4 separate regions of the Mus musculus genome follow, and regions 2, 3 and 4 are each linked to region 1. The links are chromatin contacts, called in public promoter capture Hi-C maps. All regions are on one chromosome and are shown on one strand. Each heading gives the region's core, a stretch centred on a gene start, on an enhancer-like site or on the middle of the called end of the contact. The rest is flanking DNA. Distances are from core to core; before and after follow the strand shown.

Region 1 (7,372 bases), core at 3,120-5,619:
TCCTGTTTGTAACTAACACACTGGAATTTGCAAATTTACTCCACCTGCTTCCTTCTTTCATTGATCTGATATTCCTACTTGACAATAAAACCCCCATTTTTTCTGGTCACCTAATACATCCTCATAGTGAGGATGGAATTCAGGGTAACAGGACTTCTTACTGGCTCATAGTAAAGAGGAGGAGGCCAAACTACAAGAACAGATATTAGAAGGAAGTCAGAATTATTCTCTCTTGTTTCATAAAAGTTTGAATGAGAATTATTGTCCAACTTAAGAAATTGTATTGTGGTATTGAGTTTTATGTGAGCAATTTCTCAGTGAAACTTTAAGGGAGAAGAAAAGATGGAAGTTGGAAATGAAGTGTTAAGGTGTGGTAGAACTCTTGTAAATATGTTGAGGAATAAATGACAGGAGTGTAGAAGTTGATGTTATCTGCGCTAGTAACAAGAACAAACAAAAATTATGTTGAAATGATTCACAGAGAATTCTCATAAACAGTAGGGAGAGCAATAACTTCACGGAACAAAAACATATTTTACGAGAAAAAAAAGTTCTATAAAGGGCATACGTGTAGAAAATATAAATAGTTCTGAGAGATCACATTAGAATAATAAAATCTAATGAATTTGAAAATTAAAATATAATTTGGTTTTAAATCTTTTCAGGTTCATCTATTAACTATTAGGGAAAACTTTTATGTAACTGAGGGAAAGAAGTTCATAAGTAAAAATCTTGTATGTGTTGAGGAATTGAGTGTAATCAAGCATAAGGGAATATAAAGACTGCAATCACATCAAAAGCAAAACTTTACCTCTTAACCATCAGCAGAAGTGTGTAGACTAGGCAGGTGATAGATACAATATGATCACAGGTCAAGAGCTAAAAGGAGTACAGTAGCTATTATCTGTCTGAAACCCAAATTTGACACTGACAGTCACCAACCCGATGATGTTGGCAAAGGTTATAAGCCTCATTTTTTTCTCTTGTGTCAATGCAGAGGACCCTAAGACTCTTTGGAGAGTTAAATAAACCAATGTTCTTTAAGAACTTAGTCTTATATTTAATGGCTCAGTGTCTAAAGAACAGTAGCTAGTAAAAATAAAATTCAAGTGAAGATGGAGTAGGCAATGTTCTAAGAATACAAAATTAGAAATATAAACAGTAGATTATGCTGCATCTATAGAAATTATTCTGAAACTTAAGTTGTCCAATACTCCAGAAGAATTTCGTTTTAAAGGACTGTTTCCTAGTAGCTGACCCTGTACTTCTTTTAAGAAATGTTTAAACATGTTTTCTTAACATGAAATATGTAATATTCTCTTTTAAAAACACTTTTCTTTCTTTCTTTCTTTCTTTCTTTCTTTCTTTCTTTCTTTCTTTCTTTCTTTCTTTCTTTCTTTCTTTCTTTCTCTCTCTCTCTTTCTCTTTCTCTCTTCCTCTCTCTCTCTCTCTCTTTGTATTTGCACATGTATTTGGGTATAAGAGTGTATACTTCTGTGTAATGGGTACCTGCAGAGACCAAAAGAAGCCATTCTATGCCCTGGAGCTAGAGTTACAGTTTGATCCACCTCATATGGGTGCTGGGAGTGAAACTTAGGTCATATGCAAAAACAGTAAGTACTCTTATTCCCTAAGATATCTCTCTAACCACTAATGTTACCTTGCATTATGACATGAGCACCTCTTAATGACAGAGGTCCATTATAATCTCTGTGTATAGTATGGTGACACTACTACACTACAGAGTGATTTTTTACCTCAGGATAAGTGATGTAGGGGAATTAATATGGTTCCATATTCAACTGATTTTATGTTCAGCAATAATGTATGTTCAGGTACTGGTTGTACTGTTACAAGGCTATATTATTTAAAACTTACAAATATTAAGAAACTGTTTAGTGTAGGTCAAAGCCTCAGGGTCATTTCCTGAAGTCTGGTAGTTCCTGGAACTCTCATTCTCTGTGTATGTTCAGATCAATGGTGTAGAAGCCTAAAAAAATCCTGATTACTATATTGTGGTTCACAGATTAACTAAATGTCAGTAGCATTTACTATTCTGTGTTTTTTCACAGGGCTTTTCTTTAAGACTAGTAGTATATGTTGCTAGGCAGTAATTCTATGTCCTTATGCAAAAATGAATAATGCATGTTCTTTGTTTTCTAAGGCATCAGAAAAATAGCACCAGTTTGGTGTTGGTGGCTCGTTCTCAGCTGCTCACCAGGCTCCCAGGGACCAACAGAGCTGATGGCAGGTTGTCCAGCATTTAATGAACACTAGCTGGAAACATTCAGAGTCCAATAGCCAAATGTCAGGCAGAGACCAGAGAGTCTCATGGAAGAGTGGAAGAGTGAGGGATAGAATTGTGGGGGTTGGAGGGGGAGGACACCATAAGAATACCTACAGAGTAAACTAACTGGGGCCAATGGGGCTCATATTGACTAAACTGCCAATCAAAGAACATACATGGCTGGATCTAGGCCTCCATGAACATATGTAGCAAATGTGCAGTTTGGTCTTAATGTGGGTCCCAAACATAATGTGGGAATAGGGTCTGTCCCAAAATCTGTTGCCTGTATATGGGATAAGTTGTTCTTCCTGACTGCCTTGTCTGGCCTCAGTGGGAGAGGATGAACCTATCCTTACAGAGACTTGCTGTGAACCAGCGTGGGAGATACCTAGTGGGGACCCACTTGCTTAGATGAGAAGAGGCGGAGGCATGGGGGAAAATTGTGGAACGAGTGACTGGGAGCAGGGCAGTGATAGGGACGTAAAGTGATTAAGTAAAAACAAAACAAAACAGAACAACAACCCTCAAACTCCTGCTCTAGTCCCAGTAATGTTTCTTATTTCTATTAGTTACCAGTCCTCCCTCCCACCCAGTGTTAGTTAAAACTGGCACAAGTTGTATTGGACAAATGTTAAAGTTAGATTACTCTCTTGAAAAAGAGAGACATTATTTTCTCCTTATTTTATAAAAAAATAAGCATAATTAAAATGACTGCTGAAGAATGTTTCCTCTTAATGTCACCAGATTTAAAATGAATTTATGAATTCTTCATTAGCTTTCTAACCAAGAAGTATTTGTCCAAAGAACAGGCTTTTTGGTGGAGCTGATGTTGACCAGAGTTTAATATTTGATGAGAAGTTTGAGTTTGTATTTGCACTAAGACCAACTTGTCATCACACAGAAAGTTCATCCTTAATTCCATTGCAACAAGACTTTCTCAGTTGCAGTTTGTGGAAGAATTATTTAATGAAAAAGTTTGAATGTTTTCCACAGGTAATACAACTTCTTGTTAACTGAGTTAGAGTTCAAAGTGCAAGCATATTAATACAGACTAAGAAGACAAATACCAAGTCTTCCTCTCAGAGGCTGATCTTGATTTAAATTTATACATACACACATAGCCATACATACTCACAGGACTTGATAGAGAGGGAACTTTCAGGGCAGATCAGGGCGGAAATAGGGAAGATAATGGAATGTATGCGGCATGGAAGCAGGACAGGGAGTGGAACAGCAGGAGGGAGAGTGGGGAACTAGTGGTAATGACATATAATTAGGAACAAAACGCAATGATAAACATGCATACAAAAGTCACTTAGAAGGTTGCTTCTTTGTGTGCTAACTGAAAATATTAAAAATTAAAATGTAAACTACTGTTTGGTTTAGGATGAAAACTACAAAAAATACAAAGACACAAATAAGAGTCCCCATTTCGAATAGCAAAGCAGCTGTTTCAAAAGGCACATGGATGCACTTACTCTTCCCATTTAACTCCTTAGACATTTAGTCAGTGCAGCAGATCAAATGGATGTTGAAAAAGATACAGATTTTTCTAAACTTAACTCCAGTTGGCTGTAACAGTTACAGATTTTTATATCTTACCTGAGGTCCATGTCGCCATCTATCCAATAGGCCAGGATATTGGAGCCAGTTCCTCCAGGGCAGCAACCCATAATTAGCACCACTACAGCCTGTACAGGAAGGATGCCAGAGGCCACAGACAGGATAAAGCCTGTGAGAGGCATGATTCCAAACTGACAGAGGAAGCCCACGAAGATACCCCATGGTCTCTTTATATGTCCTAGGAACTTGTGGACTTCCACATTGCACCCCATAGAAAACATCACCATGGCTAAGAGGATGGTGAGCACAGTGCTCATCACTGTATTGAGAATTGCATTGAAGTTGCTCTCAGGTACTACGCAGGAATCGCCTTCGCAGACAGTTGCATTTGGGGGACAGACAGAGGAGTTATCCATCACTGCTTGTGCTGTGCAAATGGCCAAGTCCACAGAAGCACCAGTTCTGTCTCTACTGCCAGCTGAGTATGCTTTCAACACGCCAAACTTTTAAACCCTTTCTCAACATGTGGTACTTGGTGTCTCTTTGAAAAGCCACGTTAGAGAAGCAATAAAAAACAATAAATGCTAGTATGTCAGTTTCGAGAGGCTGCATTACAACATAGCACAAATAATGAATCATAAAACGTCCAGAGAAACTACTGGCCAAGACAGAAAGTTATAATTAATCATTTATTGACATGATAATGAACTAAGCCACACAGAAATAGCCACGTTAATAATTAATGCCAGGAAAGTTTGCTGGGAATAATTTTAGTTAAACTCTGAATTGTATAGAATGTTCCAAGAGTTGGAGTGGAGTAAAGTGTATTATTCTCTCCTCCAACTTTAAGTAGGGGGTACTAAAGCTTTGAAAATTATATTAAAACAAAAAAAAAAACAATAACCCCATGCCAAACTACATTATAAGTTGACTGAAGAAGATTTTCAGCTTTCTTACAATAGCTGTCAAGTGGTCATTCTTCCTTATATGAACTATGATGTCCACAAAACATATGCATGTTTCACAGACTTCTAGGGCTTGAAAAAAAACTTAGGGAAGGGTGGTTAGTCCTTGTGAGCACTGAATGTTTTCTGCTGAAGTCCATCATATGGAGCCACCTTCGTTACTTACACATGAATTATACATATATTGACATGGCAACAAAGTGTTTTATAGATAGAGACAATACAATTAGTTAGAGGCATAAACTCTAGATTAGGTCAAAGTGACAGTATAACTCTTTGTGCTTAGAGCCAGGAATTAAAGTTGTGTGTGTGTGTGTGTGTGTGTGTGTGTGTGTGTGTGTGTGTGTGTGTGTGAAATAGAAAGTATTATAAGAGGTTTTTGGAAATATCAAGTAGTTATTTTTATGATGGATGAACAGAGCGCTGTGGTAAGGTATGTAAGGAAGGCACAAAAATAGGCAGAAGACAAATGTCCAGTTCTCAGGTATTTAAACCCAACACTAGAGTAGGCTGGGTTCTAGCTTATATCTACAGACTCAGGAGTCTGAAGAGCATGAAGCATGAGGATATGAAGTTCAAGACCATCATGGACTAGAGAATGAGGTCCTGTTTCTATCTCTCTCTCCCAGGAAGACAAACACACTAACACAAACCATTTAGAACAGTTTCTTAGAACTCAGTATGCTTAAGATTTCAGGAGGCATTTTTTAAATGTAGGTTCTGACTCTTGACTTTGTTTTCTATAGAGCTCCCAGTTGAACGTAATGATGCTGAATAGGGCACCCCTTTGAGATTGGGCAGGGCTTTGATTGTGTCTCTAGTTATATCATAATAGTGAAGTCTGACTGCTCACACTCAGAAGCTACCTGTGAAGAAAAACTCCTCACAGAAATAATGGCCTTCTTATCACGACTTGACCACCGGGCAGAAGAAAAACAGTCCTAGGTCCTAGCAGCTGGAGAACTGGGGACCCTTCCCCTTTAACCTATGATTGAGTTAATGTCAGGATCAGGGCCATTTTCTTGACTGATAACTGATTAATTCTCCTTGCTAATATAACTTCTGTTCCAGTAATGTCCTTTTAAGCTGTTAGGTTGCTTTGTTTGTGCTTTCTTCTGTTAGTTGGTTATAATTGGCGCTGCCAAATCCAGCCTCAGATTGCCTAGATTGGAGTTAGTTGGCAAGAGGCTAGGTTCTGGAAGATTCTTTCTTCTCTCCCACTACCTGCCCTGCCTTGTGGCTAAATGATTAGCTAGGTTTCCCAGCAAGGCCTCTCCTCCCACTCCTGGCTGTGCCTCTCCATCGGTCTGATTGATCTCTGGTTCATTACCTCACCTGGTGGCAGTCAGTCCCAAGGCATGTGAGGAAGGTGCGCCTCCTGCTGCTGCCTTTGTGTACCTGCCAGAGCTAGTTCCTTTTTGCCTGGCTGCCCCAGTGTTGGGGAATGTGAAGGCAGGGAGGCAGGAATAGGTGGTTGGGTGGGGGCATTCCCTCATAGAATCAGGAGGAGCGGGGATGCGATAGGAGGTTTTGGGGGATGTGAAATCAGGTAAGGTGATAACATTTGAAATGTAAATAAATAAAATGTCCAATAAAATAAAATAAATAAAAATTAAAAAATAAAAGAAAAAATATCAGAAAGGTAACCTAGGATCTGACTCTATATAGCCTACTCATTTTATCATGTCTCTTCTGCCAAAGGATATTTGAGCCCTAGCTTGGAAGGATTTAGATTTGTACATTTCTTCTAAGTTGAAAGATTTCACTATTAGGTCAAAGCACCTCACTTTCAGACTTCCTCCGTTGAATTACAGGGCAGTAAACTTTGTGATGAGGACTGAGTTTGTAGCTAGGCTGGTCATCTGCAATCAATCCTATCCGCATCTTCTCCTTTTTTCATATAAATGGGTTTATTTGGCTTACTAACCATGTTAAATGGCCAGACTATTTCTAATAAAGAAGCTTTCTAATTGTGATTTTTTTTATGGCTACACATTTGTCAAAATATTTTTAATTGGTATATACTTGTTGTCCATGGTGACAGGATTCATAAGGACATTCTCTTTTAAGTAGATTAAGAATGCTGGCTCACAACAATATCAACCAACCAGAACCCCCAAAGCTCCCAGGGACTAAATCATCAACCAAACAGGACCCATGGCTCCAGCTGTATATGTAGTACAGGATGGCCTTATCTGTCATCAATGGGAGGGGAGGCCCTTGATCCTGTGAATGCCCCTTTGTCAGGGAATGCTAGGGCAGGGAGGTGGGAATGTGTGTGTGTGTGTGTGTGTGTGTGTGGGAGCACCCTTATAGAAGCAGGGGAGGAGGGGATGGGATAGGAGGTTTGCAGAGGAGAAACTGGGAAAGGGGATAACAGTTGAAATGTAAATAAATAAAATATCCAATAAAAAATTAAAAAAAAAGAATGTTGGCTCCTATCACTCCCTCTCCTTCCCTCCAATTTCTTCTAATCTAGCTTTGTTTCTGTGTCGTAAGAATATATGAGTTTATATATCTGTATAGACTCCAGAATCTGCAGTGAGAATATGTGATG
Region 2 (7,372 bases), core at 1,445-3,944, 430 kb before region 1:
AGAGTCCTAGTTTCTACAAGTTCTGATCTTAGCATTTCACATGAAGGTGGACAATCCATTTGGAGTTAATTTTGTGGAGGTTGTAAAAGGCATGTCATGTGCTGGGTAGCAATCCAATGTCAAGCTGTGATTTAAAAGAGTAGAACTTATGTTGTAATGGATTTACGAAAGCTTAGGGGATAGAAAGGCACAGCAAGTAGAATTTAGCTGAGGGTGCACTGCCTGTAAAACATCCCACAAATAAGTAATGTGCTAACCAGTGCAGTTTGAGTTTAGGATGCTAGCATACACATGCTTGTTCAACAGGATTGCCCAGAAATATGGCTCCAAACCATAACAAAGGAATCAAACTTAATTTACAACCAGCCACTAGGCCCACCTCCTTATCAAAGAGCAGGCCTCTATCCATCTGCTCAATGGGGCATTATAGAATCACAATCAACAAGGCCTGGTGTGCCATAAAGGTTCAGTTTTCTTCTTGAGAAAGGCATAGTTCTGCCACATGGGTAAGATGACAACCATGCCAAAAAGGGAAAAAAGAAAAGGAAAGAAATCTCTGTTGTATTGCATACTGGCCTGGTCAAGCTACACTTTCCCTGAGGTCCCCATGTCTGGAGCATGACCTAGCTCCTTCTGAAACCCAGGAACACGCTTGGCGAAGCCAGTCACAGCCTCGGGCTTACTCAGCTGGCTCCTTGGATGCTTACCTAGAGGTCTGGGTGTAGAGATAAAACAGAGCTCGTTTCCTAAAACCAGGAATGTGCTTGGGAGTGCTGGTAATGGTGTGGGGCCAGGGCCTTTGGAGGGGGAGGGGTTGAATCAGATTCTGAGAGCACAACTCTTCCTACCATATGGGGCTGTGGTTATCAGTCCCAAGGCCACGAGAGGCTCGGCCAGAAATGTTTTTCATTTACACTGAGTTCCTCTTGTGCAGCACAGTTTGATTAGACTTCTCCTGAGTGTGCCACATTGTATGATGCTTCTGCTGACTTCGTAGTTTCTTCATCTTTCTCCTGACTTCAGAGATGTCTCCCATCTAATTCCTTTTTCCTCATGTAAATCTTAAACAAGATGGTATTCTTAAGAAGCTTCCTTAGCACAAAAGCATATGCTTATCGTACAAAAACATGATAGGTGGCTGATGTGTCTGTACCTACTAACAGGTCAGAAAGGGTTTCACAGAGAAATTTTTATCTCGAACAACAAAATCCAAAATAATAAAATTAAAAATATAAACCCACCATGCTTGCAAAGTAGCTTAACATTGAACAGCAGATGTGTCTGCTGTATGTTATGTGATTTAGGGACAGAGACCAAATGTTGAATGTATGGGTGGCATGAGAATTCGCGTGGTAGCGGAACCGCAGCCTGGACTTCCGGTCCTCTAGCCCGCCGGCGCAGCAGTGCATGCGCAGATTCCCCGTCCTCGAATATTCCTCCGTTCCGCGGTTTCTCCGCCTCGACACGCCCCCCCTGCCGTTCAATGACCGGGGATTGGAAACCCGTGCCGTCAGTCACTGGCCAGCGGGCGGGGCTTCCTACCATCTCATGTCAGTGCAGTTGCTGTCATGGCCTTGCCTCAGCTCCTTTATTCACGGGAATCCCCCTGCCTCACTCTCACACCCGCTGTCATCCCCCGCCCCGTGCCTCAGCTGCAGACAGTGATTCCGTTTCCCGCTCCCGCTTCGCTCCTCAGCCGCCGCCGCAGAGGGGCTCCCGCCGCCCACTGGAAGCCTCTCCGTGCCGTCAGTCACGGTGCCATTCGGTACGACCGGAAACAGCGAGCAGGACGGGGCACGCATGAGGCGAAGCTTCCTGACTGGACTGCATCTCCCATCAACCCCTGCGGCCGCAGCAGACCGATCGGACTTCCTGTCCGGGCCGGAGGCACATCCTGTCTGGCGCAGAAAGTTATGGTTCAATAATTCTAGTGCATGCTGGGAGTTGTAGTTACTTCCCTCCTCGCGCGGGATCTCCTGTTTGCCACAGGAAGTGAGGTGGCGGTAGCCCCTAGGCATGCTAGGAGTCGTAATTCTGTCCCAGTCCCGGGTTTGGGTCCTCTGAGCCCCGCGAGGTTTTTCTCTGATTGGCGAGCACAGCTCAGTGGGCGGAGACGGTGATTGACAGGCGGAGGGGGCGGCTACATCACTGCGTTTGTTTATATATTGAGAAAAGAAAAATAAAGCGCAAGCCCCTGCCTCAGTCAAGGCCAAGCGGGCGGGGCTTCCTGCTGCGTACCGGAAGTCTCTCTCCTGTTGTCTCAGGTCCGTGCAGTCACGGTCATCCCCCTGCCTCAGTTCCTTCCTTACTCACAGGAATCCCCCTGCCTCACTCTTACACCTGCTGTAAATTCCGCCTCAGCTGAAGACAGACAGTGAATTCGGTTCCTGAGCCCGCTTCCGCGTTCTGACTCCTGTGACGTCAGAGCCGGCATCATCGAGGTGTGCGCGCACTGCCACGCCCACTGACGTAGACTTTGACGCCGAGGCCGGGGTTTCCCCGTCCCAACGGTAACTGCCGCGACCCATGCGCCCCGGTCGCTCGGTGACCCCAATGTCAGTCAGACGCCTCCGTTCCCACAGCCGCCGTGACGTGGTAGGTCACAGCCGCTGCCGACACGTCTTTATGTCACACCCACTACACCTAGATCACGCCCACACGGCTTTAATGCTGTTCCCACTACACTCAAGCCACACCCATTACACTCAGGCCAAGCCTACACAGCTTCATGCCCTGCCCAATACTCTCAGGCCACTACTACAGGACTTTAGGCCCCGCCCACAACACTCAGGCTATGCCCACAGGGCTTTATGCCTCTTCCACACATCCTTAGGCAACTCACACACATCTTTAGGACACTCACATCTTTTGGACACTTCCACTATACTCAGGCCCCTCCCACACAACGTTAGGCCCTCCCAGTACACTCAGCCCCCTCCCACACATCTTTAGGCCCTCCCACTACACTCAGGCCCCTACCACACTTTTTTAGGCCACTCCTACACATCTTTAGGACCCTCTCACTACACTCAGGCCCCTCCCACACGTCTTTATGACACTCCCACACATCTTTAGGACCCGCCCACTATACTCAGGCCCCTCCCACACATTTTAGGACACTCCCACACATCTTTAGGACCTTCCCACTACATTCAGGCCCCTCCCACACATCCTTAGGATCCTCCCACTACACTCAGGCTCCTCTCACACATCTTTAGGACACTTACATAGTCAGAACACGCCCCCAAATTTACATATACATTTACATAGACAGTTAGAACACGCCCCCAAATTTACAGAGACAGAACACACCTCAAATTAGGCCCGCCCAGACACTTTTAGGCCACTCCATAACATCTTTGGGCCCGCCCAGACATCTTTAGGCCACTCCCACACATCTTTAGGCCTGCCCACACATTGGTAGGCCCGCCCACATAGACATTTACATAGACACTGAGAACATGCCCACAAATTTACAGAGATATTTATGTAGACATTTACATAGTTACTCAGAACACAACCACAAATACACATAGACATTTACATAGACAGCGAGGACACATCCACAAATTTACATAGACATTTACATAGTCACTGAGAAGGACTGGCTGACTTCTGAATCTTTTTTTTGTTTCTTCATGTTAGGTTTGAGGAGGACACCCTACCCACGTGGCTATCCTCAGTTGCGAGTCACTGTGGGAATTATCCCAGTTGTCTTTTGGTCTTTTCATATATGTAAATGTATTTATAAATGCACATACAAATGATATGTAATTGTATATGCAATGTGCACGCAAGTGTACATGTAAATGCATATGTGAATAAGCAAATATGCAAATGATATTCATGCCCATGCTTTCAAATGCCACGCCCACCCTCATTTAGGCCATGCCCATGCAGCTTCAGAACATGCCCACCCTCCTTTAGGCCAAGCACACTACTCTGAGACCACGCCCATCCTCCTTCAGGGCACACCCACTACTCTCAGACCATGCCCATACTCCTTTAGGACACTTCCACTACAGAAAACACCCACAGATCTTCAGTCTACTCCCACTATTCAACAACAATGCCCTCAATTGGTCAGGACACACCCATACTTCCTAATGCCACACCAATCCTATCCAGACCACGCCCACCCATAATTCTTTAGGCCAGTTTCACCACACTCAGGCCACACCCTCTGCACCCAGCCATGCCCATTCCTTCTAATGCCATGCCCACCAGAATTAGGCACCGCCCACACATCTAAATCTCATTTGAATATTTGCAAATTTATTCATATGTGCATTTACATACACATATCAGTTGCATATACAATTACATATCATTTACATATACATTTATACATACATTTACATATATATAAAAAGGCCAAAAGGAAAAGAAAAAGAAGGAAAAAAAAGAAAAAGAATAAAAATAAGAAAAGAAGGGACAACTGGGATTGGAATTCAACTGTCCTCTGTCACGGGATCTGCGTACAGTGCCCTCCTCACACCTAAAATAAATTTAAAAAAAAAAAAAAAGAAGGAAGGAAGGATGGAAGCAGGGAAGGAAGGAAGGAAGCCAGTCAGTGCAGAAGAGTTTGGGCTTCCTTCCTCCCTCCCTCCCTCCCTCCCTCCCTCCCAGCAGGGATAGAAACCACAGCAAACCAGCTAGAGAGAGAGAGTGAGTGAGTGAGTGACCAGAGCAAGAGAGAGCTGGGAAAAAATAATTTTTAAAAAAGGCCCTCCCTTAACCCTAACCCTAAGCCCTAAACCCTAAACCCAACCCTATTCCCTAACCCCTAACCCTAACCACTAACCCTGACCTAACCTTAGCCCTAACCCTAACCCTAACCCCAACCCTAACCCCTATCCTATCTCTTCATGAGGCATTTGGGAGAAAGAGAACAAAAGAGAGAGCAAGAGAATAGCGCGCGCGTCTGTGTGTGTGTGTGTGTGTGTGTGAGAGAGAGAGAGAGAGAGAGAGAGAGAGAGAGAGAGAGCGAGGGGGGGCAGGGGGAGGGAGGGAGGGGAGGAGAGGGAGAGAGAGAAAGGAGAGACAGAGACAGATAGAAAGAGAACCATTGACATAGCAGTGGTCTTTTAAAAAGATGTCTTACTCTTGCGCGCGTTCGACTGGCCAGGAAGAACGACCGCTGCAACAGGATCCTTCTGCACACGTTTATTGGGAGAGCTTGATTGTAGAGGCGAAAAGACTTCGAGCCCAGAACTGGTGCTGCTTTTATAGGCCTAGGAGGGGCGTGTCTCACACCCGGATTGGTTATGCACTAAGCCTCATTTGCATGTTCCTCATCTGATTGGCTACTCTCTCTCAGTACCTTATAGAACCTCATTATCATACCTCATTTGCATGTCTCACATCTGATTGGTTATACTCTCAGTACCTTACAGAACCTCATTATCATACCTGGGCCAGGCAGTGTCTTTGCAAAAAACTTTACTGCATATGTACACATTGCTTGTTTGTCCAATCTTATGCGTGGTGGCCAGCAGTAGTCAGTGCCACTCAGCAACGGCACATGTGGCTTCCCACATCTCCCCCTGTTTGTTTTAATAAAATGAGGCTGGACTAGGCCTGTGCAATTATGCCCATCCGCCGTGGCTCCTGTTTTAGGTCGTTCCTCTAATATCACAGCCTTACCTGTCATAGGGTAACCCTATCGCCACCGGGCCCCATGTCTTAGGTTGGACTGTGCACGAGGAAAGTTGCCCGTCTCTGGATACCGCAGTGCTGTGTGACAATAACTGCTAAATGACCTAGGGCGAACTCTGCAAAAGAGGCCAGCCAAAAAATGAATTAGTGGTGAAATCATGATCACCCTATTGATGAGCAAGGGCTGATCAATGATCGTTGAGTCTCTCTCATCCCATCTCATGCTGACTAATTCTTGAGCATAGATAACCAAATTTCAGGGGAGGAGCCATTTTCAATAGCTAAAAGTGCCTGAGTTATAATCACCTTGTCATGTTTTTGTTGGGTTCTGAATTTGCATACCAACCAGAGCATGAACACCAGTCCACAGCATATGGCAGCACCAAACAAAATCACTCCCACCCATTCCTTAAAGTAAGAAAAAGCAGAGGTAAACCAAGAGGTAAAGTCTCCGAGGGTCACTGGTTCCACTCTGGTCCCATTAAGGTTCAGGATCTGTATCTGCAGTCTCGTCTGCAACCTTTCCAGCTCCTGCGACCAGTTCCCCTTCAGGTAATTCGATAGGTCTGTACTTTTAATAAAAGAATTATTAATATACCTATTGGGAGTAATGCACACATGCGATGTAGATGCCACACAACTCATTTGTATGACATCCATCATCTGTTCCATGTCGTGTTGTAAAATATCCACTCTCTGATTCACTAACATTAACCCTGAGGTGATATGAGAATCCACCCTTTGCAGGGTAAGCAATGCCTCAGACGTTTTTTCTGCTATCTGACTTATAGTGTCAGCAGTATTAATTTGATCTGCCCAATTAGAGATAATATTTTTCTTAAAAAATATACAGGGTGTAAAAGGTTTATCCACATTATACACAAAGCATAATGTATAATTTAAATGAAAACTAGTACTCTTATACACCCGTGGCTCTTGAGGAGTTTGTCGTGCATAAGGCACATCCAAAAAACATTCCTTTGCAAAAAACAAAGGCTAGGTAGAAGAATTGGAATGTACCAGTAAAGGTACTGGCCATGATCTTACTATGGCCCATAAAGGTATACTTATCCTGGTTTCAATCATCAGGAGCAGGAGAATCATCTTGGGGTTCATCTTGCTCTTTCACGGTCCTTGTCAGTCGCGTCGGGACCCAAAGTGGATTTTCTTCACCCTGTGGAAAAGCACAAATAGCTCCCTGGGACCTGATTAAGATAGGATCCGGGCCATACCATTTATTATCAAGGACATTTTTCCATTTGACCATTTCATTGGGCGATTGAGGCCATTGTCCATGCCTTTCATCTGGTGATCTTCCAGCATCATCTAATTTTAGAAAATTAAGAGTAAATATTGCAAGGGATAGAGCCATCTTTGGCGTCATAGCCTCTATTTCCCCTTTCTGTTTTTGCAAATATTGTTTCAGAGTGCGGTGGGCTCTCTCAATGATGCCTTGGCCCTGTGGATTATAGGGCAATCCAGTAATATGTTTTACTTGCATTAGTTTGCAAAATTGGCTAAATTTAGAAGAAGTATATGCAGGACCATTATCTGTCTTTAACACTAGGGGCTTGCCCCATGCAGCCCAAGCCTCTAAGCAGTGAGATGAACTGCTTTTTCCCCTGTCAAGGGAGAGGCATGTAGGACACCAGAACTGGTATCAATGGATACATGTACATATTGTAATTTCCCAAAAGATGGGATATGCGTGACG
Region 3 (7,372 bases), core at 1,558-4,057, 330 kb before region 1:
ATGCTGATAGCGTTCTTAGCCCTTTGATTGGTAGAAACTAGGTTTATTAAGTTGATGCACTCCATATGCTTTTTAGCTGTATTTGTCTTTTAAATTGAAATTAAATTAAATTAAAAAATTTGCCAAGAAACAAAGTAGAAAAAGAAAGTCATCTACGGAAGACATTCATGTTTTATTTACATATTAAGAAATAATTACCATAAGAAAGCTAAGATTTCCATTACCTCACATATTTTCTTTAAATGGTGAAAATACATGATCTACTCTACTCTTCTTGCTTTTCATTAAGTCTACTTTGACAAACAGTTTCCCCATTCTTTGGGAAACCATGAAGTAAACTCTGTTTCTCTAAGTTCAGTGTTTTATTGTGACTGTTGTTTTGGTTTGGTTTTATGGAGACAGAGTTTCATGTAGCCCAGGCTGGTCTCCAACTTATTAGGTAGCCAAGCATGGCCCTTTATTCCCATTGCTCCTGCTCCTACCACTCAAGTGCTGGAATCACAGAGATGCACTATCACTCCTGACTTGTAAATGCCACTTTTAAGATTTCTCATACAATAGCATACAAGTTTAGTTCCTTACAGACAGACACTTTAAAGCTGACTCTTCATATTATAACGCTTTCACATTGGAAATACTGGCTGTTTTCTAAGGCATCTGTACATATGAAACTTTTGGCTGTTCACAAAGTACGCTTGTTGAAGAATTAAGTCACACCTATGATTTCTCACATCAACCTAACTCTGTCCATTACACATTATAACTGAATGTGTTAATATAAACTAGCTTTAAAAATCATCAAGGCCAGACACGGTGGTTCATGCCTTGAGCCTCCAGTACAGGTGGAACTCTGAGTTGGAGGCTGGCTTGGTCTACATAGTGAGTTTCAGGTCAGCCAGGACTATGTAGAGGCCCTGCCTCAAAGTAAAAAAGGAACTGGGGATGGTAGAGCTCTTTCCTAGCATATGTAAGGTCACAGTTTGGCAAATAAAATTCCCATGATTAGGTACAATGAAGCTGAGGGTTAGAAAAGCTGGGTTAGGGCTGGGGCTCTATGAGGCGACAAGGCGGCAGACCTTCTGCACTGGCTAATCAAGAGTGAAAAACCTGAAGAGATGCAGGCAGGAAAACGGAATTAGACTAGACTTGCTATACAGTCAGAGAGAGACCACCTGGACTTCTGCTGTGAGCTTTGAAAATCCCACGGCCACATTCAAGGCAGTATTAGCACCCATGTTTCTTGGTTGTCCCTTGGTCAGGCCTGAGGAGCGATGCGACAGGCATGATGGAAGTCGAGTCCTCTTACTCGGACTTCATCTCCTGCGACCGGACAGGCCATCGGAATGCAGTCCCTGACATCCAGGGAGACTCGGAGGCCGTGAGCATGCGGAAGCTCGCTGGAGACATGGGCGAGCTCGCACTTGAGGGAGAAGCACAGGCAGAGGGAAGTACCCCAGACAAGGAAGCCAGCAGCCAGCCTGAGAGCAGTGATGCGAACACCTCGTCCTGAGTCTGCCTGTGGTCCCAAGGCTGGAAGAGACCTGCTGTACCTCCCGGACTGGAGCCCTGGCCAGCCAGGCCGACTGAGAGCCTCATGGAATCCTCTGTGGCCCCCACTCCAGCCAAGTCCTCCACCCACACCGCAGGCTCCACTCTTCCCCACCTCCCCACGGTGCTCAGGTACACTCTGAAGACAACCAGCACCACGAGATATTATTTATTCAGCTAGGCGGGGCTTGAGCCAGGCCCTGCCCCTAGGTGAGCAGCTGCCACCTGGACAGGGACTGTCCTGTCACCACTCACCCTCCAGCCAGCCTGTCTGTCAGGAAGATCTTCCTAGCCCTTTTTTAAAGCTTCTTTTACATTTTTAAAAAAACATAACTTTTTCAGAGAGAGAGAGAGAGAGAGAGAGAGAGAGAGAGAGAGAGAGAGAGAGAGAGAGAGAGAGAGAGAGAAGCTGACAATCACTTTTCTTCTGCTTTGGTTTTGGGTTTTGGTTTTGTTTTGAAAGCGGGTTTAAGCTCAGTTCTGATGATCTATGCAGCTCTAAGTTTCCTCATGGCGCCTCACAGATCCAGTTTGGGGAAAGGATTTGGATTCAAAACTAACTGACCAATTCTTTGCCCTTTTTACCAAAAGACTGATACTTAGGCCCAGGAAATAAATGCTGGTGGTTTGTGTTGGAAAAAAAGAAAAAAGAAAAGAAAAGAAAAGCTGGGTCAATTCTATTTCTGGATTCTATCCAAACTCAGCTCTGCTGTCATCTGTCCCCAGTGCATAGGATGAGAGTTCAAGGTTGTTTTTAAAAAGGAGAAGCGTAGCACATGATCCCTTAGATGTAGGTTAAAAACAAATCAATCAATCAATCAATCAATCAATCAAACAAACAAAAACTTGGCTCATGAAATAAATGAATACAAAGCCCCCTGAGTCCCTTCCGTCTGGGGAATGTCCACCCAGATCCAACCCCTTCTCTTCTCCGGAAGCTGAGTCAGGAGGATAGAGAGCCTAAATTGGCCACAGTATCTCCCGACTCCGAAGTCGTGAGAGCGGGGCCAGACCCAGCACAGAACTCCCCACCCAGGTAATCGCGTCCTTAGGGTGGCCAGGCCCGGCCGGCAACCACGAAAACAGCTCTCCGACTCGGGTTGAGGTGCTCACCTTCCTTCCAGGACGCCGGTTCCTTCTCCGCCGCCAAGTCAGGTCTCGGTGGAACCATAGCTATAGGTTCCAGAACTCCACCAGCCCGCAAATCATCAGCCATTTCAAATTTACGCGGGCGGCTGTCACAAACCAGAACGCGATGACGACATCTCTAGCGTCAGTACTCGACTAGAGGAGCATCTTCAGCTTTCAGTAACTGCTCTGATAGTCCTTCAGCGCCACCTGTGGGATTGGCGGACTGTTCTCGATCAAGTTCTTCCCAGTAACAAAAGGAAGTTGAATGTTGATGTAATTTGGAATGCTTTCTCAAAAATCAGCAAGGCAAACTTGGATGTTGAGCATAGTAGAAAAGATAATGAAAGTGAAATGATTAAGATATGCCATCTTGATTGACTCTATGTTTGCTTAAAGAGTTTTTAGGTCAGTTGACCTTGGCAACACCTTTAAGATTTCCAGAGCCTTGGCCATGGTCAGAGGTATTAAACGAAATAATTAGCAAGTTATGTCTAAAATAACTACTATTTTCTGCTAATAATAAATGCTTCAAGATTACTCTAACACCCACTTTACTTTGGTTTACCTTTAAAACTATATATCCTTGAGCTTTGTCAACAAGTAAGTTTTTAGGGGCTCAAGTTTGATCTCCAATAAAAAGGACGTAAAAGTTTTAATTGGCTTAATCAGTGTGGTTGTCAATTACAGTAGATCATTACAAACAACACAAAAGCAAACAAACAAACAAACAAACAAACAAAAACATGTATGTGTTTTAGCCACTGCTAGTGAATGCTATTACGTGTGTGTGTGTGTGTGTGTGTGTGTGTGTGTGTGTGTGTGTAAATCCCTTCATGACTCAGGAGCTGGCTACAGATGAAGCAATATTAGAATGTTGGTATAAGCAGCTCTGTCACTGTCACCATCAGGAACCAGACACTGGGTAGTTTCAAGTAATGTTAAATTATATTTAGATAGGCTGTGGTGGCATATGCCTTTAATTCTACTACTCTAGAGTCAGAAGCAGAGACAGAGACAGGAGGTAGGTCTCTAGGAGTTCCAGGCCAGATTGGTCTACAAATCAAATTCCAGTTCAGTAAGGGTGATATGGTAAAACGTCTCAAAAAGTTATATTTAGTATGCTATTTGATTAACTTTTAATAAATTAAACTGTAACTAACGTTAATAGCTATTATTTACTATACAAAATACTGCCAGCAAGTTTTACCTACAATATCTTATTTAAATTTCAAAAATCATTCTATGGAGCTGGAAAAATGTTTCAACTGATGGGATATTTGCTAGACAAGCATGAGGACGTGTTTGGTCCCCAGACCCACATAAAAAACTAGATATGATAGTAACCATTTGTAATCCCAGTGCTGGAAGAGGGATGGTTTGGAGACAGGACCACCCTGGATCTTATTGGTCAGCAAGTCTATCCAAATTGGCAAAGTTCAGGTTCAGTGAGAGAACTTATCTCAAAAAATAAGGTGGGGAGCCATAGAAAAAGACACCAGACCTAATCATCTGTTATCTACACTTATGTCCACACACTCACATGAACATGCATGTATCACAAAACATATGTAAATTAATACATAAATATTTTATCAGTCTTCAGGAATTAGTCTTGCTATCCCCCAGTAATCTGCTCCTTGCTATGTACTGAAAAAGCATGTTTTCTTAAAAAATATTCCAATGAGATAAGACGTAGCAGTACGGTCTACTCATTTCACAATGAGGTACAGACCTCATGAAAAAGTTGAATAACTTCTCCAAGCTAATTCAATAGCTTTTCCATGTCCTCTTGCTCTGGTGGCTGGCTGTTAGTCATCAAGATGTCGGTGTTTGAGGTGACTAATTGAGGCCTGAGGTGAACCAGATTCTAGAGAGTTATGTTTTTTTCCCCCCTAGTCTCCCAGCCCCTTCCCAGTGGCTCCCATGAGACAAAGTTTCTTTTGTATCACCTCGTTTTGCTCTGTAGATTGCCATCTTTACCAGCTTGCCACAGGTATCTCAGTAGCACCTTAACTTAATTCTTTCTCATCCTCGATGTCACTTCTTGAGGTATGTTGTATGAAAAAAAGTCTATTTTCAGTAACAGAAAAAAAAAAAAAGAATTTCCAGAATCAAACTTTTAGTCTTTTGTAGACTAGTCTAGTCCAATGTTCTGGGAAGTTGTGCTACTCCAGGTAGAGCTCAGCTTGGGAGAGTGGAAGCATCAGTATCATTCCGTTGCTTCATCAGCCCTGGGGATGGTGGGAGACTTTTGAAGCCTCCAAACCTCAAATATATGAACCTATGGGGCTCATCTGTATTCACACTACCACACTCGACTCCCTGGCCTCCATAGGCTTATAGCAATATTATATTGTGAAAGGCATCTAGTTCAGCTTCAAAATCCCTACAGTTTATCACAGTCTCAATTCTGTTTAAAAGTCCAACATACAAATTATAAAATACAAACTGTTAATATTTAACAAACAGAATGATTATTTTAAGATATATTTCATTGTTATGTCTCTCTTTTACTTCTGATTTTATTAATTTGGATATTGATTCTATCTTGTTGATTTTTTTCAAAGAACCAGCTCCTGGTTTTGTTGATTGTTTGTATAGTTCTTTTTGTTTATATTTGGTTGATTTCATCCCTATGTTTGATTATTACCTGCCATCTAACACTCTTGGATGTATTTTATTCTTTTTCTTCTAGAGCTTTCAGGTATGCTGTCAAGCTGCTAGTGTAAGCTCTCTTCAGTATCTTTTTGGAGGCACTTAGAGCTATGAGTTTTCCTCTTGCCACTGCTTTCATTGTGTCGCATAGGTGGTATGATGTGTCTTCATTTTCATTAAATTCTAAAAAGTCTTTAATTTCTTTCTTTATTTCTTCCTTGACCAAGTTATCATTGAGAAGAACATTAGCCAGCTTCGATTTGTATGTGAGCATTCGATTTGTTTTTGTTGGTATTTAAGACCAGCCTTAGTCCATGGTGATCTGATAGGGTGCATGGGATTATTTCAGTCTTCTTGTATCTGTTGAGGCCTGTGTTGTGACTGATTATATGGACAGTTTTGGAGAACGTACCATGAGGTGCTGAGAAGAAGATATATTCTTTTGCTTTAGGATGAAATATTTTATAAATACCTGTTAGACCCATTTGGTTCATACCTTCTGTGAATTTCATTGTATCTCTGTTTAGTTTCTGTTTCCATGATCTATCCATTGCTAAGAGTGGGGTGTTGAAGTTTCTCACTATTACTGTGTGAGGTGTGATGTGTGCTTTGAGTTTAAGTAAAGTTTCTTTTATGATTGTGGATGCTTTTGCACTTGAACCATAGATGTTCAGAATTGGGAGTCCATCTTGGTAGATTTTTCCTTTGACCAGTATGAAGTGACCTTCCTTGTCTTTTTTTTTTATAACTTTTGGTTGAAAGTTGATTTTATTTGATATTAGAATGGCCACTCCAGCTTGCTTCTTGCGACCATTTGGGAAAAATTATTTTCCAACCTTTTACTCTAAGGTAGCGTCTGTCTTTGTCCCTGAGGTGCATTTCCTGTATGCAGCAAAATGCTGGGTCCTGTTTACATATCCAGTCTGTTAGTCTATGTCTTTTGGGGGGAATTGAGTCCATTGATGTTAAGAGATATTAAGGAAAAGTGATTGTTACTTCCTGTTATTTTTGTTGTTAGAGGTGGAAATATGTTTGTGTGGCTATCTTCTTATGGGTTTGTTGAAAGATTATTTTCTTGCTTTTTCTAGGGTGTAGCTTCCCTCTTTGTGCTGGTGTTTTCCATCTATTATCCTCTGTAGGGCTGGATTTATGGAAATATATTATGTAAATTTGGTTTTTGTCATGGAATGTCTTATTTTCTCCATCTATGGTAATTGAGAGTTTTGCTGGGTATAGTAGCCTGTGCTGGTATTTGTGTTCTCGTGGGGTCTGTATGACATCTGCCCTGGATTTTCTAGCTTTCATAGTCTCTTGTGAGAAGTCTGGTGTAATTCTGATAGGTCTGCATTTATATGTTACTTGACCTTTTACCCTTACTGCTTTTAATATTCTTTCTTTGTTTAGTGCATTTGGTGTTTTGATTACTATATGATGGGAGGAATTTCTTGCCTGGTCCAGTCTATTTGGAGTTCTGTAGGCATCTTGTATGTTCATGGGCATTTCTTTCTTTAAGTTATGAAAGTTTTCTTCTATAATTTTTCTTTATTTCATTTTATTTGTAATGCAGTTTTTACACTCCATATTCCATTCCCCACATCTCCCCATCCACTCTCCGACTGCTCCACATCCCACACCTCCTCCCTACCCCACCCCATCTCCACGTGGATGCCCCCACCCCCACCCCACCTGACCTCTAAACTCCCTGGGGCCTCCAGTCTCTTGAGGGTTAGGTGCTTCATCTCTGAATGAACACAGACCCAGCTTTTCTCTGCTGTATGTCTGTTGGGGGCCTCATATCAGCTGGTGTATGCTGTCTGTTTGGTGGTCCAGTGTTTGAAAGATCTCAGGGGTCCAGATTAATTGAGACTGCTGGTCCTTCTACAGAATTGCTCTTCTCCTCAGCTTCTTTCAGCCTTCCTTAATTCAATAACAGGGGTCAGCTGCTTTTGTCCACTGGTTGGATGCAAATATCTGCATCTGACTCTTTCAGCTGCTTTTTGGGTCTTTCAGAGTGCAGTCATGATAGGTCCCTTTTTGT
Region 4 (7,372 bases), core at 2,710-5,209, 270 kb before region 1:
CCTTCCTTCATAACTGAGTGTCGCAACAGTAAAATTTGAGCTTTGATCAGAATAACTGTCTTGGCTACATTTCTTTCTCTTGCCACCTAGCCCCTCTTCTCTTCCAGTTTTCCAAAATGCCTATCCAGGCTAGAACCCAGGTTGTGGTCTGCTGGCCGGACACAACACTTTTGATCTATAATGGTGTCCTACCTGCAAGATGTGCTACTGCAGTGGTGGCACAAAGCTTTGGGATTAAACAACCAATCTCTGATTTGAGTTAAGGCTTACTCCATGAAATAGAACCGATACCAGACACTGCTTAAGTGACCAAGAACATAAGACCAGATAGCCCAAGGACCTAGGAGAAAGCCAAATACTATTGTCCTACTAAAGAAATTTATCAATAAAATAATTCATAATGACATTTTTCTATACTCATAGATTAATGTCTTGCTCAGTTATCATCATAGAAGTTTCCTCCAGTAGCAGATGAAAACATGTACAGGGACTTACAGCTAGACAATAAACAGAGTTAAGAGACCTTTGAATACTAATCCCTAACTTGGGTGCCCCCATCAAATTCCTTCCCTCAGTGCTCAGGGAACCCTGTGGAAGAGGAGACAGAAAAATTGTAAGAGCTAGAAGGAATGGAGGGCACCAAGGAAACAAGATCCTATTAATCAAGAGGATCAATGCACGTATGAATTCAGAGACTGAAGAAGCACGCACTGGGCCTGCAACTGTTTGCATCAGATGGCGTCCTAGAGCAGAAAGGAGAAGGGCACACATGCTTCCATCACTAATCCAGAAGCTAACCATTTGCAAGTGAAAAATTAGTTTTCTCCAAAGGAGTATCATGGGGAAACAAACTACTATTTTTTATTGTTAAATAAATAAATAAATGAATAATTTATTTTTATTAGATATTTTCTTTATTTACATTTCTTTTTCTTTTTTAAATTTAGTTTTATTTATAATTCATTTTTTACACTCCATATTCCATTCCTGTCCCTCCCCATCCTCCCTCAGACTGCTCCTCATCCCACACCTCCTTCCCACCAGACCCCCTTCTCCCTTAATTTACATTTCAAATATTATCCCCTTTCCTGGTTTCCCCTCTGAAAGCCCCCATCCCCTTTCCCCTCACCCTGCTCACCAATCCACCCACTCCCATTTTCTGGCCCTGGCATTCCCCTACACTGGGGCATCGAGCCTTCACAGGACCAAGGGCCTCTCCTCCCATTGATGTCCAAAGAGGCCATCCTCTGCTACATATGGGTCTGCTACATACAGACATGGGCCCCTCCATGTGTTCTCTTCAGTGATGGTTTAGTCCCTGGGAACTCTGGGAGTACTGGTTTGTTCATATTGTTGTTCCTCTTATGGGGCTGCAAACACCTTTAGCTCCGTAGGTCCTTTCTCTAGCTCCTCCACTGGTGACTCTGTACTCAGTCCAATGGTTGGCTGAGAGCATTCACTTCTGTTTTTGTCAGGCACTAGCAGAGCCTCTCAGGAGACAGCTATATCAGGCTCCTGTCAGCAAGCACTTGTTAGCATCCATAATAGTCCACTTACTCACTTTACATACCACTCACTGCCCCCCTCCCGGTCACTCCCTCCCACAATCCTTCCCCTCCCCCTCCCATTATCCTCTGAGCAGGTGGGGATCCCCCTAGATAGCTTCCCCCCCACCCCCCCCACCCCCACACCCTGGCAAGTCAATTTTTTGCAAGGCTAGGCACTTCCGAGGCACTTGAGGCCAGACAAAGCAGCCCAGCTAGTAGAACATATCCCACGCACAGACAACAGCTTTTGAGATCGCTCCATCTCCAGTTGTTCAGGACCTACATGAAGACCAAGCTGCACATCTGCTTCATATGAGTGGGGAGGCCTAGTTTCACCCAGTGTATGTTTTTTTGGTTGGTGCTTCTGAGAAATAAACTACTCTTAAGAATATGCGGCATTCCCAGCAGTAGTTGGCCAACAGAAAAGAAACTCCACAGCATCTTTGAAGGTTCTTTGTTTCATAATGTACTGTCAGTTATTAAAATTTTATTGTATTTCTAGTTTTTATTTAATTTATTTATAATTCTTAATTTTATCCATGTTTCTTTCTCTTTTTATCTTATATGTCCTTTATGTATATATTATGACTCGCAGTTTAATGCTTTTATAGGATTTCTGAGTGTACAAACAGAGGGTCTTGGAGCTTTATGCCTTTTCTAGGTCTCTTTTATTTGATTGCTTTGTTCTGTTTCAATTTGTTTTTGTCTTATTTTCATTTTATTATTATTCCTTAGAAGCCTGCTTATTTTCTAATGAGAGACAGAAAGGAGATGAATCTGAATGGGAGAAGTGGGGAGGAACTACAGGAAGTACAGGAATATATTATGTGAAAAAAAAGAATCAATTTTTAATAAAAGAACAAAAAAGAAACAAAATAATATAAAAAAACACAAGTAATGCTTCTGCCCACCTGCTGTTACGGGGGAAAGTACAGTTTGCTACTAGTAAATTATTAACATTTTAACCCAAAGATTCCCCTAGTGTTTCTGTGACTAATAGGTGATTTATTTAAGAATTAGAAGAATGTCAAACAGGGTTTTACAGTTACACACTGGAGAGAGGAGTGAGAAAAAAATTCCATGAGATATCTTTGGGGTAAGGGAGCAAAGATGAAAGGCTTCTTGGAACAGGTTCCACTCCATTTTTAAAGGGAAGTAATTGAAGGAGACTTAAAGGTGATTGCAAGAATGCCAAATAACAAATATAACTAACTCTCACTTTTCTTGTCGTTCAGGTTTTATTCTTTAGAGGTCTGTCTCATTGTTGTCATTCATTCTAATTTCTTCATTTATCACTTATTAAAAACCCACAATGTGTCACCCAAAGGCTGCAGACATAGAAGGGGCTCATTCTCTGGGAGACTTTTAGATGATTAGAAATCGACTGAGACAGAAATGCCAGTGGCAGAGGAAGGGGAGGAGTGGAAGCAAGGAGGACCCTAACAGCAGGATACAATGTACTCCACAGACAGGGAAGAGTAAAAGTGACTGAGCAGCAACTCATAGTTGGGCAAAGAAGGTGAAGGACAAGGGCAGAAAGGAGAAAGGATAGATTTCAGCGCAGGATCGGTGTGTGCGGTGCTGTAGAAGCAGAGGAGAGTACCCTGCTTAAATCACTCTCTGGAAAAATTGTCACATCTGCTAACTCATGCTGAATAGTATCTGTCATCAGTGGAATACCCACTGCTTTAGGGTGTTGGTTAGAGATTACCCACATACTATGTCACAGATTCTTTCCAATATCCCTAAAGGCATTTGTTCAATTTACATGGAAAGGCATTGAGACCCAGTAGATATGGCCATCTTTCCCAAGATTACACAGATGTCATCACTGGGATGGGAACTTTGGCCTCTGCAGTCATGGAGCCTGTGTTCTTTCAGGCTTTTTCTTTTCTTCATAGCCTTTGAGCTCTGTAAGAAAATCCAGAATTTGAATTACATTCCTATTAATAGGCTATCAGTTTTGTGGATATTGTTTGCCTCTTGAGCACAAAGTAGCTTAAATTAGATAGTTCTGAGACATAACTGGAAGGACAAGCCCTTATTCATAAAAGCATAATTATAACAGGTGTATAGACCTACCAACATGTCCAAATGGAAAATATACTTCTGGTTTTAAGAAATATTAGATACAGGTTGGAATAATCAATTTAAAGACACATGGTGATAATGCAGCCATTGAAAGAAATAATACATTTGTATAAAGGAGGTTCTAAGAATGACTGAAGTGAAAGGTGGCTGGGAAAGAGTGATATGAATGCAGTGTACAGTAACCTTAGATGGCATTTTATCAGAGAAGGCCAGTGAGGTGGAGCTGAACTTTAAAACATCACCTGATATGTTAGTGAATGGTGTTAGTGTTTGTTGCCTGGTTTCAAGGCGGGGACACTCGCTGTATCAGCAGAGCAGAACAGCTGTGGGGTGAGGTGAGGACAACAGCTCTTGGAAACCACCTCCTAGTCAAGGATAAAGACAGAGGTGCCCAGAGGAGCAGACAAGAACCTGTTGCAGTGAAATGGTTTACATGGAAAGGACACCCAGGTCTGTTAGCCTGAGAGCCATCTGATGTCAGGCGCCTTTTTTTGTTTTTTTATTGAAGGTGACTATTGCTAAGTCAACCTCACTTGCTGCTTGAAACCCTCTGACATGTGACAGCCACTAGTTAGTGCAGCAGTGGGTGGCTCTGTATGTTTTCATGATATCAGAGAAGCGGATTTTGGGGGATAGAGCTAATATTTATGCAGAGTGTGGCCAGGCCAGGTAGCAATAAAATGTTCTAGTCTTGAGAGGAGAGATTTTATTAAAAGATTTACTTATTTTATATATGTGAGTACACTGTTGCTGTCTTTAGACACACCAGAAGGGGGCATTGGATCTCATTACAGATGGTTGTGAGCCACCATGTTGTCTCTAGGAATTATCTCAGGCCCTCTGGAAGAGCAGTCAGTTTTCTTAACCAAAGGCTAATGGGTATATTTCTTAACCATCTTGAGATGAGATGAGAGGAGAGGTTTTGGTGGTTTTTTTTTCCCCCTTGGGCTTATAGAAAATATATTTATTATAGCATTTGAATGGATAATCTTTCTTCTTTTTCTTGGACATTTTCTTTACTTACATTTCGAATGTTTTCCCCTTTCCAGATCTTCCCTTCAGAAGCCCCCTATCCCATTCCTCTCCCTTTGCCTCTATGCAGGTGCGCCCCCACCTACCCACTCCTATCCTCCTGCTGTGGCATTCCTCTACACTGTGGCATTGCACACCTTCAGTACTGAGGGCCTCTCCTCCCACTAATGTCCAACAAAGCCATCTTGTGGCCAGTGCCATGTGTCCCTCCATGTGTATTCTTTGGTTGGTGATCCAGTCCCAGGAGTCCTGGATGGTGGCATGTTGACACCGTTGTTCCTTCCATGGGGCTGCAAAGCCCCTCAGCTCCTTCAGTCTCTTCTCCATCTCCTCCATCGGGGACCTCCAAGCTCAGTCCAATAGTTGACTGCAAGTTTCCTCCTCTGTTGTCAGGCTCTGGCAGAACCTCTCAGGAGACAGCCATATTAGGCTTCTATCAGCAAGCACTTCCCATTCTACAAGTTGTCCCCCTTCCTGGTCTCCTCTTTTTGAATTCATCATTCCATCTCCCCATTCCCCTCCCACCTCTGAGAAGGAGCTCTTCCACCTGCTCACCCACCTCCACCTCACTTCCATCACCATCCCTCTTCCCTGAGGCATCCAGTTTTCACAGGATAAAGTGCTTCCTTGAGGAGAGATTTTTTTTTTAAGCTGCTGGTGTGAAATGGTTATGTTGGATACTTAGCACTTCCAATACAGGATAGGAGGAACCTGAAATTTCTGACAATATTCTTTTTTCCTTTTGGAAATTTTTTGTGTATTTGCCCCTATGTGTGTGTATGCACCACAGTGTTTTAAGATGTATTTATTTTATGTATATGTATATTTATTATATATATGTGTGTATGCTGTCTTCATGCACACTAGAAGAAGAGGACATCAGATCCCATTACAGATGGTTGAGAGACACCATGTGGTTGCTGAGAATTGAACTTAGGACCTCTGGAAGAGCAGCTAGTGTTCTTACCTGTTGAACCATCTCTCCAGCCTGACAATACTCTTATTGTGCATGTTTCCAGTCAGTTTTTAAGTTGACATGTAGAACTTGAACACAGTAGACTACTGTCTCTACCAAACAAGAACTACATCTGGAGTTTGATAAATGTAAGAGGTTGAAGCCAACATCTGGAGAGATTTCAGCTTAGATGTGCTTCAGAACATTCTTGTTTTGATTCATCTCTCTCTCCCTCCCTCTCTCCCTCTCTCTCCTTCCCTTCCACTCCTCCCTCCCTCCCTTCCCCCTTCCCTTCCTCCCTCTCTTCCTCCATCCAAACTATGAATTTGAATACTGTTTCTCCAAAGTTGCTCTGAAGATAAGCTGAATTGGAATTACAGATGTTTGGCAGTAACCTGCAGAATGAACTTGCCCTTCCAAATAAACCAATGACAGTAAATGAAACATTACTTAAATAAGAGAATTGAATTATGAAAGATTTATGCAAATTTATCCCAGGAAAGAGTAAATATCCAACAGTATAATTTGATAAACACACAATGTCATCTTCTTTAATCAGGATTTTTAAAAATTTTACCCTTATTCTCAGTCCATATATATATATACACTACAAAATAAATGATCCAAGAAATGAGAAAATAAAGACTGGTTTTCAGTTTGTTAAATAACACATAGGTATTTGATTGCATGTGAGTGACTCTGTGTGTGTGTGTGTATGTTTGTCTAATGGTAAAACATTAGTGAGTGCCCAGAGAGTTAAGGAAAAAAGGATATGTATGATAGGAGGGACCAAGGCAGAGACTTGGCTGGGGTGGGAAGCAGGCTTTGAATCTAAAATCATGACAGGGTAAGTGTGTGTGTGTGTGTGTGTGTGTGTGTGTGTGTGTGTGTGTGTACATGAGTGAAAACTGGAGGTTGACTTTGACTACTTCTTTCATCACTTTTTATCTTATGTTTTTGAGACTAGATATGGCAGTGAGCCTGGAGCTCACTATTTAGCTAGACCTGTTAAATAACAAGCCTCAGGATCTTCCCAGTTTTGCCCCTCTGGACATAGCCTCCCATCATACACACACTGGACACACAGTGCAGTGCTTGGCTTTTATGTATATGAGATTTTGGGGAATTCAAACTCAGGTCCTCATATTTTCACAATAAGCACTCTACCCATGGGTCCATCTCTCCAGTCTTGACTTCACTTACTTATTACCTATTCTATCTATCTATCTATCTATCTATCTATCTATCTATCTATCTATCTATCTATCTATCTATCTATCTATCTATCTATCTATCTATCTATCTATCTAGGACCTAGTCGTTTTCATCTGGAAGCAGGTATCAGAACAACTGGAGAATTTGTTAAAACCCAATTTGCTGAGTCCTAGTCTAGAGTTTCTTACTTACTGGGTTTAGAACAGATTATTTGTACTAAGTTCACATGTGATGCTAATTCTGCCAGCCCCAGATCTCACTCTGAGACCCACTGTTAACATGCTTCTCACATCAACTCAAAGCAGGAATCACTAGAAACTGGGGTGTTTTGGTACAGAGATAGATGTGGATAGATCCACATTGTCTCTCTGTTCATTCCTCTACTCATTGAATCTCCTCCATTTGAAATTCAATCTCTTACTGTGCATCTTTCTCCCTATAGTGAATACTCTTACCCAAAGGCCTTCTTGAAGTGCCTGAGTAATTAGTGCCTTGAGATTCTATCTTTTCCAAGTTTCTGGGGAGACCACTG

Evidence for each region. Promoter capture Hi-C pulls out the DNA fragments that hold promoters and counts their contacts.
Region 2: a promoter capture Hi-C map of liver shows a contact between it and region 1. The contact joins the enhancer-like site here to the promoter of Slc10a2 in region 1. A contact is called at or near these places in 2 of 39 promoter capture datasets (both in liver), 1 of 484 Hi-C or Micro-C datasets (liver) and 3 of 115 datasets of contacts at active chromatin or transcription factors (extraembryonic endoderm stem cells, kidney and trophoblast stem cells).
Region 3: a promoter capture Hi-C map of liver shows a contact between it and region 1, with 7 times the contacts expected there. The contact joins the promoter of Shcbp1 here to the promoter of Slc10a2 in region 1. A contact is called at or near these places in 3 of 39 promoter capture datasets (liver and stem cell-derived epiblast-like cells), 1 of 484 Hi-C or Micro-C datasets (liver) and 1 of 115 datasets of contacts at active chromatin or transcription factors (extraembryonic endoderm stem cells).
Region 4: a promoter capture Hi-C map of liver shows a contact between it and region 1, with 8 times the contacts expected there. The contact joins the enhancer-like site here to the promoter of Slc10a2 in region 1. A contact is called at or near these places in 3 of 39 promoter capture datasets (liver and stem cell-derived epiblast-like cells), 1 of 484 Hi-C or Micro-C datasets (liver) and 2 of 115 datasets of contacts at active chromatin or transcription factors (embryonic stem cells and liver).

What each region holds. Positions count from the first base shown.
Region 1 is chr8:5,100,918-5,108,289 of GRCm38.p6, forward strand. It overlaps Slc10a2 (solute carrier family 10, member 2), which reads right to left and starts at 4,370. Exons shown (of 6, transcript NM_011388.3): 1 at 3,890-4,370. The coding sequence starts at 4,266.
Region 2 is chr8:4,675,972-4,683,343 of GRCm38.p6, forward strand. It overlaps Gm6410 (a long non-coding RNA gene), which reads left to right. Exons shown (of 2, transcript XR_378684.4): 1 at 1-2,595. Among named protein-coding and RNA genes, the nearest start is that of Gm6410, 4.8 kb to the left of the region's middle. Within about 2 kb of position 2,695, at least 411 of the 459 cell types and tissues checked have an H3K27ac peak or open chromatin away from gene starts, as enhancers often do. A contact at or near this core is called in extraembryonic endoderm stem cells, kidney, liver and 1 more, where this site is marked.
Region 3 is chr8:4,776,760-4,784,131 of GRCm38.p6, forward strand. Shcbp1 (Shc SH2-domain binding protein 1) reads right to left here and starts at 2,808. Exons shown (of 13, transcript NM_011369.3): 1 at 2,662-2,808. The coding sequence starts at 2,764. It also overlaps the pseudogene Gm6334.
Region 4 is chr8:4,835,337-4,842,708 of GRCm38.p6, forward strand. No RefSeq gene overlaps it. Among named protein-coding and RNA genes, the nearest start is that of Shcbp1, 59 kb to the left of the region's middle. Within about 2 kb of position 3,960, at least 20 of the 459 cell types and tissues checked have an H3K27ac peak or open chromatin away from gene starts, as enhancers often do. A contact at or near this core is called in liver, where this site is marked.